Linked DNA regions of Mus musculus: all the other regions are linked to region 4. Evidence: chromatin contacts called from public ChIA-PET, HiChIP or PLAC-seq, Micro-C and promoter capture Hi-C data. All regions are on one chromosome and are shown on one strand. Each heading gives the region's core, a stretch centred on a gene start, on an enhancer-like site or on the middle of the called end of the contact. The rest is flanking DNA. Distances are from core to core; before and after follow the strand shown.

Evidence for each region. A called contact is a pair of places that touch in the nucleus more often than the background predicts. ChIA-PET counts read pairs in DNA pulled down with a chosen protein or histone mark. HiChIP or PLAC-seq counts read pairs in DNA pulled down with a chosen protein or histone mark. Capture Hi-C pulls out chosen DNA fragments and counts their contacts.
Region 1: a contact with region 4 is called in an H3K4me3 HiChIP or PLAC-seq map of embryonic stem cells, with 8 times the contacts expected there. The contact joins the promoter of Akr7a5 here to the promoter of Aldh4a1 in region 4. A contact is called at or near these places in 6 of 39 promoter capture datasets (the HPC-7 cell line, embryonic stem cells, liver and 3 more), 9 of 484 Hi-C or Micro-C datasets (the C2C12 cell line, the N1E-115 cell line, bone marrow and 3 more), 9 of 115 datasets of contacts at active chromatin or transcription factors (T-cell acute lymphoblastic leukemia, bone marrow-derived macrophages, embryonic stem cells and 2 more) and 2 of 9 other capture datasets (adipose tissue and embryonic stem cells).
Region 2: a contact with region 4 is called in a promoter capture Hi-C map of liver. The contact joins the promoter of Emc1 here to the promoter of Aldh4a1 in region 4. A contact is called at or near these places in 8 of 39 promoter capture datasets (the HPC-7 cell line, embryonic stem cells, hippocampal neurons and 4 more), 9 of 484 Hi-C or Micro-C datasets (B cells, CD8 T cells, the G1E-ER4 cell line and 3 more), 15 of 115 datasets of contacts at active chromatin or transcription factors (the HPC-7 cell line, the SCID.adh cell line, bone marrow-derived macrophages and 5 more) and 2 of 9 other capture datasets (embryonic stem cells and liver).
Region 3: a Micro-C map of the G1E-ER4 cell line shows a contact between it and region 4, with 6 times the contacts expected there. The contact joins the enhancer-like site here to the promoter of Aldh4a1 in region 4. A contact is called at or near these places in 5 of 39 promoter capture datasets (liver, neural stem cells, pre-B cells and 1 more), 4 of 484 Hi-C or Micro-C datasets (the G1E-ER4 cell line, bone marrow and erythroblasts), 9 of 115 datasets of contacts at active chromatin or transcription factors (bone marrow-derived macrophages, embryonic hindbrain, embryonic stem cells and 2 more) and 1 of 9 other capture datasets (embryonic stem cells).
Region 5: a contact with region 4 is called in an RNA polymerase II ChIA-PET map of memory CD8 T cells, with 15 read pairs. The contact joins the promoter of Micos10 here to the promoter of Aldh4a1 in region 4. A contact is called at or near these places in 2 of 39 promoter capture datasets (cranial neural crest and pre-B cells), 3 of 484 Hi-C or Micro-C datasets (B cells, embryonic stem cells and liver) and 3 of 115 datasets of contacts at active chromatin or transcription factors (memory CD8 T cells, neural tube and pancreatic cancer cells).

Annotation. Positions count from the first base shown.
Region 1 is chr4:139,309,113-139,312,839 of GRCm38.p6, reverse strand. It overlaps Akr7a5 (aldo-keto reductase family 7, member A5 (aflatoxin aldehyde reductase)), which reads right to left and starts at 2,096. Exons shown (of 7, transcript NM_025337.3): 1 at 1,764-2,096. The coding sequence starts at 2,085. Slc66a1 (solute carrier family 66 member 1) reads left to right here and starts at 2,132. Exons shown (of 9, transcript NM_145384.3): 1 at 2,132-2,211.
Region 2 is chr4:139,350,319-139,353,996 of GRCm38.p6, reverse strand. Emc1 (ER membrane protein complex subunit 1) reads right to left here and starts at 1,410. Exons shown (of 24, transcript NM_146157.4): 1 at 1,280-1,410. The coding sequence starts at 1,377. Mrto4 (mRNA turnover 4, ribosome maturation factor) reads left to right here and starts at 1,421. Exons shown (of 8, transcript NM_001290810.1): 1 at 1,421-1,728; 2 at 3,503-3,561. The coding sequence starts at 1,701.
Region 3 is chr4:139,328,034-139,332,163 of GRCm38.p6, reverse strand. No RefSeq gene overlaps it. Among named protein-coding and RNA genes, the nearest start is that of Akr7a5, 19 kb to the right of the region's middle. Within about 2 kb of position 1,338, at least 63 of the 459 cell types and tissues checked have an H3K27ac peak or open chromatin away from gene starts, as enhancers often do. A contact at or near this core is called in the G1E-ER4 cell line, bone marrow-derived macrophages, liver and 1 more, where this site is marked.
Region 4 is chr4:139,621,362-139,624,973 of GRCm38.p6, reverse strand. Aldh4a1 (aldehyde dehydrogenase 4 family, member A1) reads right to left here and starts at 2,080. Exons shown (of 15, transcript NM_175438.4): 1 at 1,777-2,080. The coding sequence starts at 1,835.
Region 5 is chr4:139,128,817-139,132,535 of GRCm38.p6, reverse strand. Micos10 (mitochondrial contact site and cristae organizing system subunit 10) reads left to right here and starts at 1,423. Exons shown (of 4, transcript NM_001163006.2): 1 at 1,423-1,614. The coding sequence starts at 1,551.

The sequences.
Region 1 (3,727 bases), core at 847-3,346, 310 kb after region 4:
GCATGTGGGTGTACACGCAGAAGAGCACTCATACATTAAATAAGAAATAAAGACTGGAGATGGAACTCAAAGGGCCAGGCCTGAAAGCATGGAGATCCTTAAAGACTAAGAATTTAGGCAAGAGGGGCTGGGGAGATGGCTCAGTGGTTTAGAGAACTTACTGTTCTCACGAAGTATTCAGAGGTTCTCAGAACCACACATGTTGGTTTACAATCATGTATAAATACAGTCCCAGGGTATCCAGTACCCTCTGTGGGCTCACACATACATGCAGGTAAAAAAAAAAAAAGTTAGGGAAGAGACACGGGGGCCTGAATGTGTTCCTTGAAAGCCATCAATCTTAACACAAATCCCTTTCAGACCCTCAGAAGCCTGTAATGCAAGCGTACTGTAGCTGCTCCTCAGTGCTCTGCACTGTTTCTTCCCAGATATGGAACCAACTACCTGGACTGATGGACGACGGCGGAAGGATGGATGGATTCTGGCAAGAACAAGGGGAGCCCTCTGATCCCACAGGATAAAGGCTAGAAGACCACAGCATCTCCTTACTACAACACCCGCCCCAGCCCCAAGGCATTCTTTCTGTAACCTTTTGCCTGAGGACTTTGGCCCATTGAGTCTTCAGAAGCAGAAATGGGCTAAAGAAGGGGGGGTTGGGGGAGAAAACTGAAATGTTCATTATCAGTAATGTATGTCATCCAGGTGAACTCTACAGCATTCGGCTTGAGAGATCCACTCACTTAAGTGAGCTTTACCCCATGTGAGTCTATGGAGCCCACTGTACAGGAACCGGGAGGAAGAACCTCAGAACAGGTAAAAGTGAGGCCTCTTTACGTATCAGGCACCCTCCTGAGACTCCAATAGCTTCAAGCAAATGAAGGGCGGTTCCCCTCCCCTTCCAACGCGGGACACGCGTCACTGATCACACACGTACTTTGCAACTCTCAAACTCCATATTCCAATAGCTAGGATTGCAGTCTCCGGTGCACCCTACTTACACTGTAGGGCCCATCCCCAGTTCTCTATGGGCTCTGCCTACTGCTCTTCCCGACAAGCTACTCTTTCCTGCACTCCTCAGCAATCGCGGCTACAGTCTTCCTCGTTGGACCTTTAACTCTCCGTGGAGAAATCACTTCTCCCACGGTAGCCTACAGAGCTACAGAGTTTGCCATTGTAAGACCTGGCACAGAGAATGGGCACAAAGGCCGAAATGCCCTCTCCCGACGCCACCTTTCCGCCCCTGCCCCCAGCTGGGCCCTAGGCATTGTTGCCACAGGTCTCCTTGAGATCCACAGGTGCTGTCGACTGCACGGGACAAAGTCTAGTCCGGACAAAAGACCGGAATGATAAGCATTCTCCAGGAGCGCAGAGGTGGTGAGGGCAAGAGGGGTAGGCACGAACAAAAAGCCTGGTGGGGATGGGGGGCGTGTCGGGGGTGGGGGGGCGGCTATGGACAACGGTTGGCCGGGAGGCAGGGATTGCGGTAGGAAGCAAAGCGCCCAGAGTAGGCTAAACATTAGCGTAGGAAGCTTCCTCGCACCCGCCTCGGTAGCTGCAACTAGAAGTTTCTAAGGAGAGGCGGGACAAAGTTCAGTTCACTAGTTCAGGACTCCAGTTGCCTTGGGAGCTTGGGGTAGACCCAGCTGTGGATCCGGAGCTTCCGAAGCTCCTGGATGCAGATCCTGGCTGGTGCACGCCGGTTGCGGGCACCGGCTCAGCTCTACTCGGTGCGGGGGGCGGGGGAGGCCGGGTGCAGCGGTTACCTGTGCAGTCGCCGCTGCCCAGCCCGAGCCCCAGGCCGCCCAGGATGTTCTCGGACTGGCCGTCGCAGTACATGAAGGCCGTGTCCAGCTCGCTGTGGCCGCGCTCCAGGAAGGCGCGGACCGAAGCGGCGCTAGCACTCGCATCCATGCGACGCCCCATCTCCATGGTGCCCAGCACCGTAGCGGGCCGGAGAGGGGCGCCAGAGGCGGCGCGGGGTGGCGGAGGCCGGGACATGGCGAGAGGACGCCCGACCGAAGTCCCGGAGCGCTGCGCGGAGCGAACAGCAGCGCGGCCCACGGCTCTGGACGCTGCACGCAGCATGGAGACTGCGCCTGCGCACTCGAAGCTTCAGGCTCCGCCCACGGCGGGGGGCGGGACTTCGCGGAGGTCAGCTGATCCCGGCGGGCTCGGATCCTGAAGCTGACACCGGCTGTGGATCTTGAACTGGTGAGGATGAAGGGGGCTGGCGGCTGTCCCGGGCTGGGGGGTCGGGACTCCAGACGCGCCCAGCTAAGTCTTTTCTACACCCTCCTCCAGCTCTGCACGGTCCCCGGCGCTGGTCCCCTCCTGGGGAGCGGGATCGTGGGTCTCTGCCCAACCTGGCCAGGGATCCGGGACGGCCCCACTTCTTACCTGCAGGTCCTTGCCTTCCGGCCTCTCGGCTTCCCTGGACTGGGCGGCCTTGTTTTCCCTGCTCTGGGTGGGGGCCTCGCGGCGCTTGCCCCAGCCGCTGCCCTATCATTATCCCTCCGAACCCGCAGAGTCACCGGAAGGAGTTAGAGCCTTGGTTTGGAGGCCAGGAATGGGTAGGATCCCGGAGCCATTGCGCTCCCCTGACACATTCTCCGTAGCTCTGCAGGTAGGGAACCCAGAATGTCCCATTCCTCGCCAAGCTCACCGCAGGATTCCACAGAGGGCTGGTTAGAAATGTGAGGTAAAGGCAGGCGGATATCTGAGTTCGAGGCTACCCTGGTCTACAGAGCTAATTTCAAGGCAGCCAGGGGCTACACAGAGAAACCCTGTCTCAAACTGCTCCCGTTCCCACCTGCCCAAAAAAGAAAGAAAGAAGTGTGTAGTTTCAGGTTCACTTCGTGTGTACTCCATGCTACAATGTGGTCCAGGGGGCTACAGCAAGAACAGAATATTACTGTTGACTGTGCCAGATAGGCTTTGGTGGGAAGCACCTTCCTGGCTTTGCTTGGAATTGGGGAAGAGCTGGATGTGGCAGGAGATACTGTCTCCTGGCCAGCCTTTACGGACATGAGCCGCGAAAGCCAATCCCCTAGTGGGGAATGTATGTAGCTCAGTGGTAGAGCACTTGACTAGCGTGGGATATGGAGGTTTGGCCTGGGTTTTATTGTAGTCTGCATGCAGTTTAGGAGGTAAGTAAGTGCCTTTTAGGATTTCCTTCATTGTATACATCAGAATGCTGAAACTCCAACACTTGCCCAGAGCGACATCTCAGCCCTGGGCCCGCTCAATTTACAAGTTTCCTTGCATACGCTTCCCGCTCCCGCCTCCCCTCTTTTTTCTTGTTCTGTTTCTTTCCTCCTTTTTTTTTTTTCTCTTCATCATGCTTCCTTCCCTCTCCCTCTCCCTCTCCTTTACATTTTCCGAGCCTTTTGTTGTACAGCTGGTGCATCCAGACCCACGAGACTGGGAAGGATACAGACAGGGGAGAGGGGAGAGAGACTTGCTTGAAGAACACTGGTTAACAGGGACAGTGTTGCCTCTTCTCCAGGATTGTGTTCCAGGGGACTGGAGGCGGTGGCGGCAATGTCCCTTGGATAGGCAAGTTAGAAATGGGTCAGGGTATCTCTACTAGGCATTTGTGATAGAGAAGGATTCCCTAGAGGAAGAGAGAGGCTGTGCAGGTGCCTGGGACTCTGAGGACCTGGGGCAGGAGATGAGGTTAGGAGGGTCATTCTTGGGGTCCTTAGGACCTTGCCTCTGTGATTTTGAA
Region 2 (3,678 bases), core at 161-2,660, 270 kb after region 4:
TGCCACCATATACATGGGAGACAATACCAGTCTGCCAGCTAAATGTAACACCTACCTACTCAGGCAACACCCCAGAGTCCTCGGCCTAATTAATTTTTAGCGGCAACAGACTTCCAGGGGCACGGCTTGCACACTGTTGCAATGGGGAAATGCTGCTGTCTGAGGCACACTGATTGAGCCTGGCATTTAGATGACATCTCTCATTTAGACCACTGTGTTATTTAGCCTAGTTTGTTTTAAAGGAGCTTCTGGGGTTTGATTTTTTTTTTTTGGTTTTTCGAGACAGGGTTTCTCTGTGTGTAGCCCTGGCTGTCCTGGCACTCACTTTGTAGACCAAGCTGGCCTCGAACTCAGAAATCCACCTGCCTCTGCCTCCCGAGTGCTGGGATTAAAGGCGTGCGCCACCACGCCCGGCTTTGGGGTTTGGTTTTGTTTTAAGATTTATTTATTTATTTTATGTATGTGAGTACACTGTCACTGTCTTCAGACACACCAGAAAAGGGCATCAGATCCCATTACAGATGGCTGTGAGCCACCAAAGTCCAGATAGGCTAATGATTGTTGGGACCAGGACCCAAAATGAACACCTTTAAAAAAAATACATATGTATGTGTGTGTGTGTGTGTGTGTGTTAGTTGTCTGTCAATTTCCCCAGAAGCATACAACTGATAAGTAGCCAAATGCTTATTCAATCTGAAATAAGCACAGTCAGAAGGAAGGGGTGAGCGAACGAATGTCAGTTTGGAGAGGGAGAGGCCACACTGCACCCAGAGAGTCCCTCAGAGGAAAAGGCTCACTTTAGAACTTGTGAGACAAGTGGACTAAGTGACACCAGCTAGTTTCAGGCTTAAAGTTCACTGGGGCTAGTGACCTGGGACCCAGAAGATCACAAACCTGACAGCCACAAAATCGGACATGACAGGAAAGGAGGGAACTAGTGACCTCTGACCAAAACCCTTAAAGCCTGCCTTCACTGCGGAGCAATCTGCACCGTCACACACAGGGCGGCTTAAAGAGCTCCCTCCATGCTTAACATAAAGCTCTTGGGTTGACATCTTACGACTCTTCATATCTGAAGAGGAGACTCTCACATTGTCATTCTGCACAGGGTGCAGCATTCATTCATTCATTCACTTCTCCCTGAAAGCACCCTCCCGCACCCCCGTTAAGTTATAGTCTGGGTTCGGCTCCATAGCAAATCTCCTTCAGATTAGCAGGAGGGAGACAGATGCTGAGGAAGCAAACACCGACGTCCTGGAGAAGCGTCACCTGTACGCACCAGTCAAACTTGCCCACTTGGTCTTCGTAGACCGCGGCCGCAGGGACGAGCAGCACAGCAGCCCAGATCCAGAACCCAGACGCCACCGCGACCGCCATGATTGAAGCCCAAGCACCGCCTGCCGCCAGCCCGGCATGCACCGGGCCTCAAGCCCCTCCCTCCGCAGAGCCATAGAGAGGAACCGGTTCGCGAGGGACTTGGTGGAGTGCTCGGGACTCGGAAGCCGCCGGGACTGGAGGGACCCGGGACCTGGGCAGAGAAGTGGCCTTCAGGACACTGGGCGGAGCGCAGGCGGGGAAGAGAGGGCTCGCCACAGTTCAGGCACACGCGAGGGGCAGCCCCGAGCGCCGTCCCATAAGCCCCCGCGGCAGCCGGGTCCTAACCGGCCGCCCAGTCTTCCGCCGCACGTGCCTTTGCCGCGATGCCCAAATCCAAGCGAGACAAGAAAGGTAGGTTCGGGGGGCCTGCGTCAAGGGGGCGAGGGGGACGCGGGTGAGACGCCGGGGCCTCTCCGAGAGGCTCGGCCGGCCGAGATAGCGAGAGAGCTGGAAACTGGTCCGGGCCGACAGCAGTCGCATAGCCCAGGCTCTCCTCGAACTTGCCAACCAGGATAGTCTTACACAACTAACCTTGCTGCTTCTACCTCCCGATTGCTGGAATTACAGGCAGCATCACTAAACCAAGTACGCTCTTGTTAGGCAAACACTACCCACATAGCACTGGTCTACATCCCCTGGCATGTGCGAGCGACCGTGTGTGTTTGAGAGAGGATCTTGACGATGTAGCTCAGATTTGCTTAGGACGGTCTCATTATCTCAAGAAAATAGGGGTTTTACAGTTTCGACTACTGCATGTTTTGTTTGTCTATTTATTGCTGGGGCCTTGAACTCTTCCAACTGTCTGCCTTGGCCCCAAATACTAGGATTCCATACTGAGCCACTACATCAAGCTAGCGGGCTGGCGCTTTTGTGGGTGTTAGAAGACAAGACAGTTGAACAAAAAGGGTCCGGCTTCATCAGACTCACCACCTTAGTTAGGGGTGTGTGTCTGTCTGTCTGTCTCCTATACCCCTGTCAAGTCAGTATAATGTGTCAGGTAGTCCAAGTGGAGTATGGAGCAGGTGGGAGTGATAGTGTTTTGCATAATGTTGTCAGGAAAACTCTCAGCGGTTAGAGAAGGTCGTTTGGAATAGAGGGAACACAAAATGAAAGGGGTCTGTGGTGTGATTAACATATTGTGGGACAGCCAGTGTGGCCATAGTGAACAAAGTGGGCTTAGAGGAAAAGACCCAGCCTTTGGTGTGGCTTTGCTTTGAAAGGGTCCCTTGATAGCACAGAGAATATGAAGGCAGCAAGGCCAGCAACCACCTGCAGCATGCTAAGTCGCACCAGAATCCTAGCGGTGGAGAGTCCGGGAATGACTGGCTGGGTGTGACTGTGTGCCTTGTAAAGAGGGACTGTGAGTGGCAGGCAGGGTAGATGAATGGGCCATATCGGCTCCTGGGGACACCCAGGGCATTATAGCTGATGTTTTAGTAAGTTCTTATAGAGTCGTTAGGGTCTGGAAGGAGCCCTGGACAGATGTAAGCAAAGGCCGGGAACTCTTGGGAGTAGGACAGATAGAGCCTGGGTCACTTTTCAGTAGAGGTTGTGTCCCCCATCTGCCCTCTCCCCAGCGTTGCTGTAGTCTTGGGTTCAGATTACAAAAATGAAGTGTAGGTATATAACAGAATAGGAAAGATAAGGTCCCAACAGGATGACGTGGTACATGCCTGGAATCCCTCCACTTAGGAGACAGAAGTAAGGAACTGTATCTTGAGTTTAAGGCCAGCCTAAACAGCTTTGTAGCAAGATTGTGGTTTTTACAAAAGGAAGAGTTGGTCCCTGTCATTCCATAGCCCCACCTTGGCCAGCAGGTTGGGAATCCCACAGACAGCGCTCTATCCGCAGGAATATTGAGTATGGTAATACTGCAATAAATGCAACAGTCGGCCCAAGGAACTAAGGGCACTTTGTTTATGGCAGGGGATGTATTTAGGGATCTTAGGGTCCAAGATTGCTAGGAAAGCAAACGCTCTGTCAGCCTTGAATGCCAGGAATGACTGTCCATTGCTGCCTCTGTCACACTGGCTTAGTTTAGCCAAGCCTCCAAAGAGGGAAGCAGAATTAGTCTCCAGAGCATCCACACTCACAGTTGCCACCATCTCTTTTTCTTGGTTTTTAGTTTCTTTAACAAAAACTGCCAAGAAAGGCTTGGAACTGAAGCAGAACCTGATAGAAGAGGTAAGTGCTTGCTTGTTCCTGTGTGTGTGTGTGTGTGTGTGTGTGTGTGTGTGTGTGTGTGTGTGTGTGTGTGTCTGTCTGTCTGTCTGTCTGTCTAGATAGATCGATCGATCTTTG
Region 3 (4,130 bases), core at 89-2,588, 290 kb after region 4:
GGGTGGGTGGATGGATGGATGGATAGATGGATGGATAAACGAATGGACAGATGGATGAGAGGAACTTCCTACACTTAGAAAGTCTTGCTAGCAGTCCAAAGGCTGTCAGGGGATCACTAGGAACCTAGAAGGGAGTAGGTTTAAAGAACTATTAATGTGGACGTTTTCCTTCTTTAAGAACATTACATTATGGAGCTGGAGGTATGGTTTAGTGGTTACAAGCACTAGCTGCTCTTCTAGAGGACCTGGGTTCGATCCCAGTACCCACATGGTAGCTCCCAGCCATCTGGCACTCCAGACTTAAGAGGATCTGACACCCTTTTCTGGGTTCCTCAGGTACCGGGCATGCTTGCTGCCAAACATGACCCACTCACTAGGTCAGAGCCCACAAGGTGAAAGGACTCACCTGGTTCCTGCAAGTTGTTTTATTAATCCCAAAGATGGAAGAGAAGGACCAAAGTCATCAGGGCCAAGTGTATTAAAGCAACTAATTAGTAAAGCAAGCTTTTTATTCCTGTACAAGGCTGCCTCTCCCTAAGGTGGAGTTTGAGAGGTCAGTAGGAAAGTTTTAACCAAACGGTGCTTAAATATGCCTAAAACAAACAACTCCAAGTATGACTGGCAACATTTAAAGCAACAATGTCTGTTACTGCTGTGTTGAACCAAATTCCCTTCTTGTCTCTCAAGCACCGTTACTAGGCCAGTCGTGGCAGATGAAGAGACTCCCATAGGCTACATCATCCCACTTCCAATGCCAGTTGTGGGGATACTCCTTGGTGAAGCTGAAACCACTGCTAAACCAACAGGCACCCAGAACTTGGGAGAAAAATCCAAGACCCTGAGCCCGGCTGCAATAAGAAGGCAGATCGACTGCTTGGTCCAAAGTCTTTCTGGGGTTCTGCTGACTGCAAAACAGGAAACCCATCAGATGAGGGTTCAGAGGCACGCACCTGCTAGGCACTAGTTCGGGAGAGTCTACACAGTTCGAGATTCCCAGTGTTCTCAATGCCCTAGACATAGGCTGGCCACATGGAATTTGGCGGAGCCAGGGTTGGTCTATTGTGAGAGGGTCCTGGGCCACTTTTCTGGAAGGGTGGAAACCGCAGAGTTGTGTAAAGTCAGCCTGAGGAGCTTGTGGTTCTCGGAGCTCTTGGGAGGACAAGGTGCGATCACAGCCCCAGGAGCCGGAAGAAGCTGTACCGGGGAAGAATCAACTCTGCTCATTGCGGGTGGGTGATAGGCAAGACCGTTACCTTTGGAGCTGCTGCAGCCCAGCTCAAACCCCAGGACACCTTGGATCGTCTCTGCATAAAATAGCCTTCCGTGACCACTCCCACAGGAGGCGGGGCTAGCGGAGAAAGGGCAGGAAAGTGTGGGCCTGTGCACAAAACTTCTGTAGAGCTGAGAACTCTACAACAGTGCCACCTGGAGGTCAGTGGCAGGTCTCATGAGCTAGGTCGGAAGTTGCAGACACCTCTAGCTTCCTGCCTCTCTCTGGCCCATTCATGAGCTGCCCTGGGCTCTCTGTACCCTCCTAGAAGGAGTTTAGCAGGTGGGTGAATCCTGGAGAGCTGTCTCTGTTTTTTTGTTTTGTTTTTTTGTTTTTTGTTTTTTTTTTGAGACAGGGTTTCTCTGTGTAGCTCTGGCTGTCCTGGAACTCACTCTGTAGACCAGGCTGGCCTCGAACTCAGAAATCCGCCTGCCTCTGCCTCCCGAGTGCTGGGATTAAAGGCATGCGCCACCATGCCCAGCTTGTTTTTTGTTTTGTTTTTGTTTTTGTTTTTTTGGCGGGGGAGCTGTCAATGAATTGAGGTTTGCTGGGAGCTCTAGTAAGGGTCCCTGTGGAAGGACAGCAAAGAAGGTCTGTCAGCCCTGATTTACTAATCCAGGAGAAGTTTCCCTCAAACTCTCAGGCAGTTTAGACTGTTCAGAGAATCGAGGGTGGAGCGAATCTCAAGTAGCAAATGTTCACTCCAGGCATCTTTGAGAACATTTATGCAGTAGGGACTTAGAATTTACACCAAATGAAGACTGTAACAAATTGGGACGTGGGGATAAATGGACAAGATTTTCTCACCATAACCCTTTAAAAAGACAGTTGAAGTCAGGGCGGCCGTTCTTGCTTGTAATCCCTGCACTCTGGAGGCTGAGGCAGGAAGTTTGCCAGCAGTCAAAAGTCAGCGGGATTATATAGCAAGCAGTAGACCAGCACCGACCAAATAGCACATGGTGTGGTGGTCTACCCCTGTGATTCCGGCACTCCAGAAACAGGGGCAGGAGAATCAACGCAAGTTCAAGGCTGTCCTGGACAACATAGGAACAACAGGTCTGCCAAGCCCATAGAACAAGACTGTTTCAAATGTCAAAATAGGGTTTGGATTATAGCTTAGCTGATTGGATGCTTGCCTAGTCCTGGGTTAAGGACCCAGTGAGTAAGGTAACACCCTCTTTTCCTGATTCCATTTTGTGTTTGCTTAGACCAGTGGTCCTCACCCTTCCTAATGTTGTGGTGACCCCAACCCTCAATTTATTTTTGTTGCTACTCCATAACTGTAATTTTGCTACTGAATATAATGCAAATATCTGATATGCAGGATATCTATATGTGACCTCTGTGAAAGGTCCTTTAACATCCCCAAAGGGGTGGTGATCCACGAGAACCTAAGGTTTAGAAGGTTCTCACCCTCTACCTGCTTAATAGTGATGTTGCCTAGCAACACATTTGGACTTTCTATGACATTGACCATAGTCCAGATGTATTGATCAAAATAATTATTTTCTGAAACTTAACATTAACTCAGGAAGTTATAAGTAAAACAATAACAACAACCACAGCAACAACAACAACAACAACAACAACAGTCACTTAATGTCTGAAATAATATGAAAAAAAGTTACTATGGTCTTCCTGAAATGAGTGTTTCAAGGTTACTCTGACCCTTATTGAACTCCTAAGTAAATTATAGTCTTTGTGGGGTTTGCCTTTAAAAACATCATTGTGCCTCCAAACTTTTGCACAAGAGACTCTGAGACATAAACCCCTTTTTGGTCACTGGCCAGTAAAGGACTCATATACTTTAAATTGGCTTAATCATCCTGGTTGTCTGTATCTTATCACTATTATTATTGTTGTTGTTGTTGTTGTTGTTGTTGTTGTTGTTATAGTAAGACAAGCTCTCGGGGCTGGTGAGATGGCTCAGCGGTTAAGAGCACTGACTGCTCTTCCAAAGGTCCTGAGTTCAAATCCCAGCAACCACATGGTGGCTCACAACCATCTGTAATGAGATCTGATGTCCTCTTCTGGTGTGTCTGAAGACAGCTACAGTGTACTTACATATAATAAATAAATAAATAAATCTTAAAAAAAAAAGACAAGCTCTCTCTATGTAGTTATGGCTGCCTTGGAACTCACTATGTAGATCAGGCTAGCCTCAAATGTACAGAGACCCACCTGCTTCTGCCTCTGGGGCTGTGGCTTTCAGGTTGGGAGCCTTGTGCCCAGCCTCTTACATGGAGTATTCTTCTAAGCAGCACCCAAAATTGAGTTTGGCATGGAGTGGTGGCAAACACCTGTAATCCTAGCACTCATGAGATGGAGACAGGTTGGTCTCTGTGAGTTCAAGACCACCCTGGTCTACACAGTGAATCCTAGGCCAGTCATGTCTGCATAGAGACTTTGCTGAAGAAGAAGAGGAAGAAGAAGAAGAAGAAGAAGAAGAAGAGGAGGAGGAGGAGGAGGAGGAGGAGGAGGAGGAGGAGGAGGAGGAGGAGGGAAAGTATGCTTTCCTAACCATCACTTAGTAACTTTTAAAACCAGAGATTCTAAAATAACCCAATGCTATCTCAGTGTTGAGAGACAGGAGGACATCTTTGTTTTCTTGTTCTCTAACCATTGCATTCTGTAAGAGGAAGAAAACCACACAGAGTAGAAAGAGAGGTGATGTGTCCTGGGCATTGGTCATGCTGAATGTCAGCGATACGGTGTGTTCCCAGCCAAGCCTGCCAGAGGATGTTAAAATAGAATACTGTCACAAATGTCTTTGATTAACTATGAATTAATGATAGACCATTGCGTGTTCAAAAATCTTTTATTGTTACCAAATTTTCATGACCCCTCCCTATTCACTGAT
Region 4 (3,612 bases), core at 831-3,330:
ATGTTGTGAAACCTCTCAGGGCGCCCTGCCAGGCCAGCCGCACCGTACAGAAACCAGGCAGCAGGAGGCCAGAGAACTGGTTGCAAAATCCTCTTCCCACCAGTTTAGGGGGCCGCACACTGAAGGGCGGGGATCTGGATCCAGACCAACTGTAACTACAGCTACATCTGCCTCCCCAGAACAAGCTCCTAGGCTCAGCGTGGGGCCCTCACACTAGCTAGCTAGCAAAATGATACTGCTATTCGAAACTACTTCATAACATGGACTGCTTTCCTTAAAAGAAGACAAGATGCATGGGTCCACGCCTCTCTGGCCAGTTAAGTTGAAAACTCCCCCGAGTTCCACTCCCTGATCATGCACTGCCCCCACCCAGTGCATGATCCCCTTGACTGCAGTGCACCTTGTAGCACACTGACACCCGGAGAGGTACAAAGTAAACCTGAGAATCTATAGAAGGCTCTGCCTATCTGAGCCTTCCATCCCGGGGCTGCAGTGGGTGGTCTCGGAGCAGGAAGAAACTGAAGAGGTGCAGGCTCCATTCACCACACGCCCCACCTCCCACCCCACCCCCCAATCCCATGTCCTTTGCCTAATAGCGTCACACAACATGAGGAAGGGTTGAAACTCACCCAGGTCATCCCATGGGAGCAGGGAAAGGGTCACTGATTAACTCAAAGAGGTCACAACTCAGTGGAGGTGGACACGGTGGGTCACAGGCCACAGAGCAGGCAAACAGTAACCAAAGTAGGGGTGTGGGGGTGCTGTGTAAACTGTACAAGGAAGGCAGGCAGAAATGGGGAATAATACCCAAGTTCAAACAGGCCGTGAGCCATACTGGGGCAGGATATTGGAACACATCACTAAGGCAGCCAGGATTCTGGCTGAAAGCAAGCAGCTCTCTGCCCTAGGGCTTACCTGTCTCTTCATTACGTTTGTTTGTTTGTTTGTTTGTTTGTTTGTTTTTGAGACAGGGTTTCTCGTGTATCCCTGACCCTCCTCGAACCTGCTCTTGCAGAACAAGCTGGCCTTGCACTCAGTGACCTGCCTGCCTCTGCCTCCCGGTGATTTATTAAGGAACTTGTCTGAATGGATTTAGGCAAACCTCAAAATGAGCCCCATGCCACGCAGAGCCGCATCACACGTTATAAAAGTCATTATGGCACCCACCGTAAAACAAAAGCCCAATATTGAACAAAAAGGGAGTGGGGTGGAGAGGTCCCTGGGAGTGTCGGAAGGCTCCAGAATGGGAACACAGGGCCGGCCAAGGTCTGGGAGAATCAGCAAATTTGAAATATACAGCGTTAGGAGAAAGAGGGGTGTAGGAAGGGGGCGTGGGCACAAATCCGGACGCCACACCCTCCCTGGGGTTCCTTGGATAGGAAAACTGGCCATCTAGGACATTGGTTTGCAACCTGTAGGTCGCCACCCCGAGCGATCCTTTCACAGGGGTCGCATATCAGCTATTCTGCATATTAGATATTTACATGACGATTTATAACAGTAGCAAAATACGGTTATGAAGTGGCATAATTTTTCGGTTGGGGAGTCACCACACCAAGAGGAAAGGGTCACAGCATTTGTTAAGAACCACTGCTCTAGAGAGACCTGGTAAGGCGCCACAGGTTCTCCATGGGAGAGTGGCTCTGCAGGTCGCGACCCGGCGCGCACTTAGGGGAGCCATAGGGACCCTGGAGATAATGGCTGCAACCTGGAGGACCCACAGAGTGGGATCTGTCCACGGCTCTCAGGACTCAGGCAGCAGAGGGGTTCACTCACCCAGCGCCCCTCCAGGCATGGGACAGCAGGGATCGGCGGAGCGACGGCAGCGGCAGCATCGCGGAGACTCTTAACAGTCTTGCGCAGCTGTGGGAAGCTCAGAGTCAGCCCCACCGGGCTGGACTAGACAAGCCCGGAGCGCACTACCTCTGCGGGAGGCGCAGCATCGCCCGGTCCACCTCCTTCGGGGCCCCTCCTCGGGTACCCTTCCCCCTCTGTCAATAAACATCAGCTGTATTTAACATCAAAATTGCTACTGTGGACTGCGGGTCAAGAGAATGCAGCAGAAAAGCCCTGAAATGATACTCTCTTCTCCTCGTCTCCTCTCCTTATGGTATGACCCAAGGAGAGAGGGCGTGAGCCTCACTGACCAATCAGAGTCTCGCATGAAAGCCTCCAGGCCAATCAGCAGGACAGGCAAGCTGCAGCCTTCTTAGGCAGGGCTGGAGAGTTGCAGGAGCCAATGACAGATCCTGCACAGAGCGCGTGCTCAGTAGTAGAAGTGGCCGGGGGGGGGGGGGGGGGGGGACCCGGTCGACGCGACAGGTGCTACTTGGGTCCCCAACACTTGGTGGCTGGAAGGCTGGACATCTGCAGGCTACAACTCTGCCCGGGCCCGCCGAGCCACACCAAGGCCAGCTCCCTGCCACCTCCCCGGGGGCTGCCACCGTGCATGGAGCCTGATCTGCCCTCCATCTCCCAGCCTGGCTCAGGGCCAAGCCTGGGCTTGCTTCCTTCCAGATTGGAATCAGAATGAGATAAAACCCTAGCGGGCCTGAACTTAACGTTCTTCGTTTTAATTTTCTTTATTTCTTCCTTTTCTTAAAAGCCTCTAGCCACAAAAACCAGTTGTTCCTGCCTCTGTCCCTCTGTCCCTCTGCCCCGTGGTTAAAATTTTCAGTTTTCTTCATGAGACGTTGTTTGATGAATACTCGAACGTATTAAAACAGCTTCCGAAACCTGCTCTTAGAATGATGCCTTAGGGAACCACTGTATTCCTAAGATACTGGTATGGGTTTTCTTACTTTATTCTCTTTGGGTTTTGTTTTTGTTTAATTTTTTTAATTTTTTTTTTTTGGCTTGGTTTTACTTTTTCAGACAGGGTTTCTCTGTGTAGCCTTGGCTATCCTGGAACTGGCTCTATAGACCAGGCCCTGAATTTACAGAGATCCACCCGCAGGTCTGCCTCCAGAGTGCTGGGATTAAAGGCCTGCACCACCACAGTCCTGCTTCAACGTGTTTCTCTGTCTTTGACAATGTAACCAGGGCATTTACTTTGGGGTCCCTCTGGTTCTAATTTGATACCACACTGGGCAGATTCGCCTCAAAACACCATGACCAAAAAGCAAGTGGGGAGTTAAAGGTTTACGTGTGCAAATTTTCAGCTCATCACTGAGGCAGGAACCTGGAGGCAGGAGCTGATGCAGAAGCCGTGGAGGGACGCTGCTTACTGGCTTGCTCAGCCTTACAGGTGGACCGCCAGTCCAGGGGTTGGACTACCTAGAATAGGCTGGGCCCTCCCACATCAATCACAAATTAAGAATTTTTTTTGCCCAAGTAGCTGTGCAGTGGTAGTGCATACCTTTACATCTAGCACTTAGGAGGTAGATGCAGACAGATCTCTGAGTTTGAGGCTAGCCTGGTCTACAGAGTGAGTTCCAGTCTATACAGAGAAACCTTGTCTCAAATAACTAAAATGATAATAATACTAATACTAACAATAATGTAATAATTAATTAACTAATTAATAAAACAGAAAAAGAAAGAAAAGGAAATGCCCTACAGGCTTGCCCACAGGCTGATCTTTTGGAGACATTTTCTTTTTTTTTCCTTTTT
Region 5 (3,719 bases), core at 174-2,673, 490 kb after region 4:
GACGTGGCCTCGAGCTCTACCAGGGGTGTGATTCTGCCAGCTGCAGATGGTTTCTGCGACTGTGTGACGTTTGGATCCTGGGGACTTTCCAAAGGGTCTATAAATGCTAGGGCCTCAAGGGGCAGGTTGTTGGTGGGTTGCTGCTGGTTAAGTAGTAAAGTGGGAAGAAACAATAAGAAACTAGCTATTCTGCTGGAGAAGATCAAGCTTGCTCCAAGGAACTCAATGCCCCTCATCAGCAGGAAACAGTCTAATGATAACGTCACCTGTTGCCCTATCCTTTCTTATCGCCTATCTAGTGTTAGGGGGTTGAGTGGGTGGAAGAAAAGAAGTATCTATAAAGTAACACTGGTTGCGCTTTAGGGCTGTTTAGGTCACTCGGCAAGTAATAGCACTGCCTCTAAGTCTGGTGATCTGCGTTCAGTCCCTGGCACCCACAGGGTGGAGGGGCACCCACTCCCACTAGCTGTCCTCTGACTCCCACATGTGCCATTATAGGGCATGCGCAGGCACCCACACACTCTGTATAAAATGCAGCAGGGTGGGGGGTTGTTTTTAAATCCATTTGAATGGAAGTCGTTCATGCTCAAATAAATACTCCCCGACTGTGGCCATGCAGACAACCCTAATTAAACTGTGGATGGAGTGGTGCACATCTTTGATCTCAGCCCTACAAGGCAGAGACAGGTAGATCTCTTAATTCAAGGCCAGCCTGCTCTACAGAGCCAGGTCCAGGACAGCCAGGGCTACACAGAGAATCCCTGTCTCTGAAAAACAAAACAAAACAAAACAGAGACAATCAGAGAAACAGAAAACAAAACCAAACCCTCATATAACATGCCGGGCAGTGGTGGCACATGCCTCTAATCCCAGCACTTGGGAGGCAGAAGCAGGGGTTTTCTGAGTTCAAGGCCAGTCTGGTCTACAGAGTGAGTTCCAGGACAGCCAGGGCTACACAGAGAGACCCTGCCTCAAAAAAAAAAAAAAACAAAAACAAAAACAAAGTATATAACATATATATATATATATATATACACACACACACACACACACATTATTTTATTTGTTATATGTTTTATTATATATAATATAGATATATAATATACGTATATTTTATATATATACATGTATACATATACATACACACATATATACACATACACACATGAGGAAGATGGGGTTCAGTAGGTATAAAATGGAGGATGAAAGAGGGCAACAGTAGAACGGGAGGAGGGCAATGGCCAAAATAATTATGTACAAATATGAAAAACCCAGGAAAGACAAGGCCTTCTGTACTCTGGATGTAGTCAGTCTTCGCTTCCCTTCCGCTATCTCCAAGGTCAGGGTCACCTCCGGCTCCCAGGCAACCTGTCACCTTGACGACCGAGCGAAGAAAAGCCGGAAGCCAGGGACGACGTATGTGATCCCGCGATATTTGGCGCGCCGGCTCCGGCCGGAAGCTTATGGTGGCGGCCGGCTCTCGCGAGACTTGCCATCAGTAGGAGCGCGGGGGCCGGCCGTGAAGAGTGCTGGAGTTGCCAGTGAGGAACATGTCGGAGTCCGAGCTGGGCAGAAAGTGGGACCGGTGCATGGCCGACACGGTCGTGAAGCTAGGTGAGCTCATCTGCCTCTGGTAGGCCCTGGGCTGGAGCCGAGCGGCCCGCGCGCGGACGGGAAGCCGCAGGGGTCAAGCCGCGGCCTGCTGCTGTCTGGACGGCGGGGCGCGCTGAGCTGCGGGGCGCTGACAGGTGACGACTGTCAAGCGGGGCGGCGAGGGCGACGAGGGCGACGAGGGCGGCGAGGACAACGGGCCGAAGGGCGCGGGAGTTTCCGAGGTGGCTGGAGGTGCAGGCCCGGGGAAGCAGCGGTGCTCCGGGAGTGGGAAGGCGTGCGGGACGCGCCGGGAAACTCTGTCACTCCATGCCCCATGTCCCCCGGGTTAGGCGAGCAGCCGGCCGGAGCGCAGACGGCTCCCCAGCCGGGAGCAAGCGGCCTTCGGAAGAAGGTCATAGAAGAAGGCGCTTAACCGCCTCCGTCGGGCCGCGCTGGCAATTGCGGTCGTGCCCGGCCTCATTGATCCGAACCCGCCTCGGGTCTGCAGTTGGAGCCGGGGGTTATTCTCCGGAAGAATGGCCGCAGTCAGATAGATCGCGGCCACCGCCGGCCCCCTCGGTAGTCCAGGTTGTCTCTTTGGACACGCGTCCTGTGACGACACACTTTGTGAGGTCACGGGGTCGGGGAAGGAGGCTCGGGGGGCGGGGGTGTCCCATATAATAGTGATGGTGATGCAGATGTTAGGCGCGCTGCTCGCCACGGTAGCTCGGAAATGACCTGTCTCGTCGTGAGTTGGAGCTCGGTGAAGGAGCTTGCCTGAAATCGCGTTGCTGATAATGTGGCATAGTTGAGAATCCCTCCCCCCCCAGGATTTCTTCCTTGGGGTTCTCAGGCTCTCTGCTGATCCTCGTCCACTCCATCTTTCTCTTGTTGATTGTCTGCAGCTATTGGTGTGTAGGCCAGAGATCGATGATGAGTGGCTTCCCTCCCTCAGTAGCTCTTTGCCCTATTTATTGAGACAGTGCCTCACTATGGAGACCTGGCTGGCCAGGAAAACTATGTCAGCCAAGTTAGCCCTGAACTCAGACACTCTCTGCTGGATTTAAAGGTGTGCACCACTACACAGGACTCTCACAGGAACTGGAGCGCATCAGTTTGCCTAAACTGGCTGCCCATTGAGTTTTGATCGGCCTTCTCCCCCTCCCCAGCATTTTTTCATGGGTGTTGAGGATTTGAGCTCAAGTCTTTTTTTTTTTTATGCCAGGGGCTTTATTATCCACTGAGCTGTCTCTCCAATTCCTCCGACTCTTTCTTCTATACTAACATTTATTGTTGAAACTTAGATCCCATTCTCTCCCCCCCGCCCCCCCCCCGTTTTTGAAACTGGTACTCCTGCATAGTCTTGAACCAACAGATCTGCCAGCCTCGGCCTCACAAGTGAAGCGAGTGAAGGTGTGTGCTGTCACACATAGGTTCATATTTTATACTTCTTGCATGGAAATTATTTACGAGAACTTAGGATTATATCCTTAGATGAATATTATCAGGAAAGAATGAAATCGTGAGCTCATGGAAAGTAGATATGTTTTCTGTTTTTGTTTTTTCCCACCGTTTCCTAAGCCCCAGAAGACTGAGTGTAGACATCATTCAGGATGAATTCATACATGATGAATTGATCCATTACTTTTGACTCCCAGATTCAGCCAAGAACATGAGGGGCAAGTTGGCTAACACCCCTGAGCCTGTGTTTCTCCGTTTAAATAGTAACTATTGTTAACTTAGAGTGGTTCGGATGGTTAAATAGGCTGGCTTGCTGTTAGAAATGGATTGTTCTGGAAGTGGCCAAAGATATTGCTATACTTAATGTGTATGGGTGACTTGGCTGCATGTATGTCTGTACATCATGTACATGTCTGCTGCTGGAAGAGATCAGAAGAGGGTGTTGGATTGGCTAGAGCTGAACTTAGGATAGTTGTGGACTTGAACCTGGGTCCTCTGCAAGAGCAACTAGTGCCCTTAAGCACTTAGCTCTCTCTAGTCCTAGTCCAAATTGTTTTTAATGGTTTGCAATTTGAAAAAGGATTTAACATTTATATGCCAACATAGTCCCTAAACAGTGTGGAGTTCAGAGCGCTCTTCAGAGTCTGCAGAGGTGTGACTTAGTC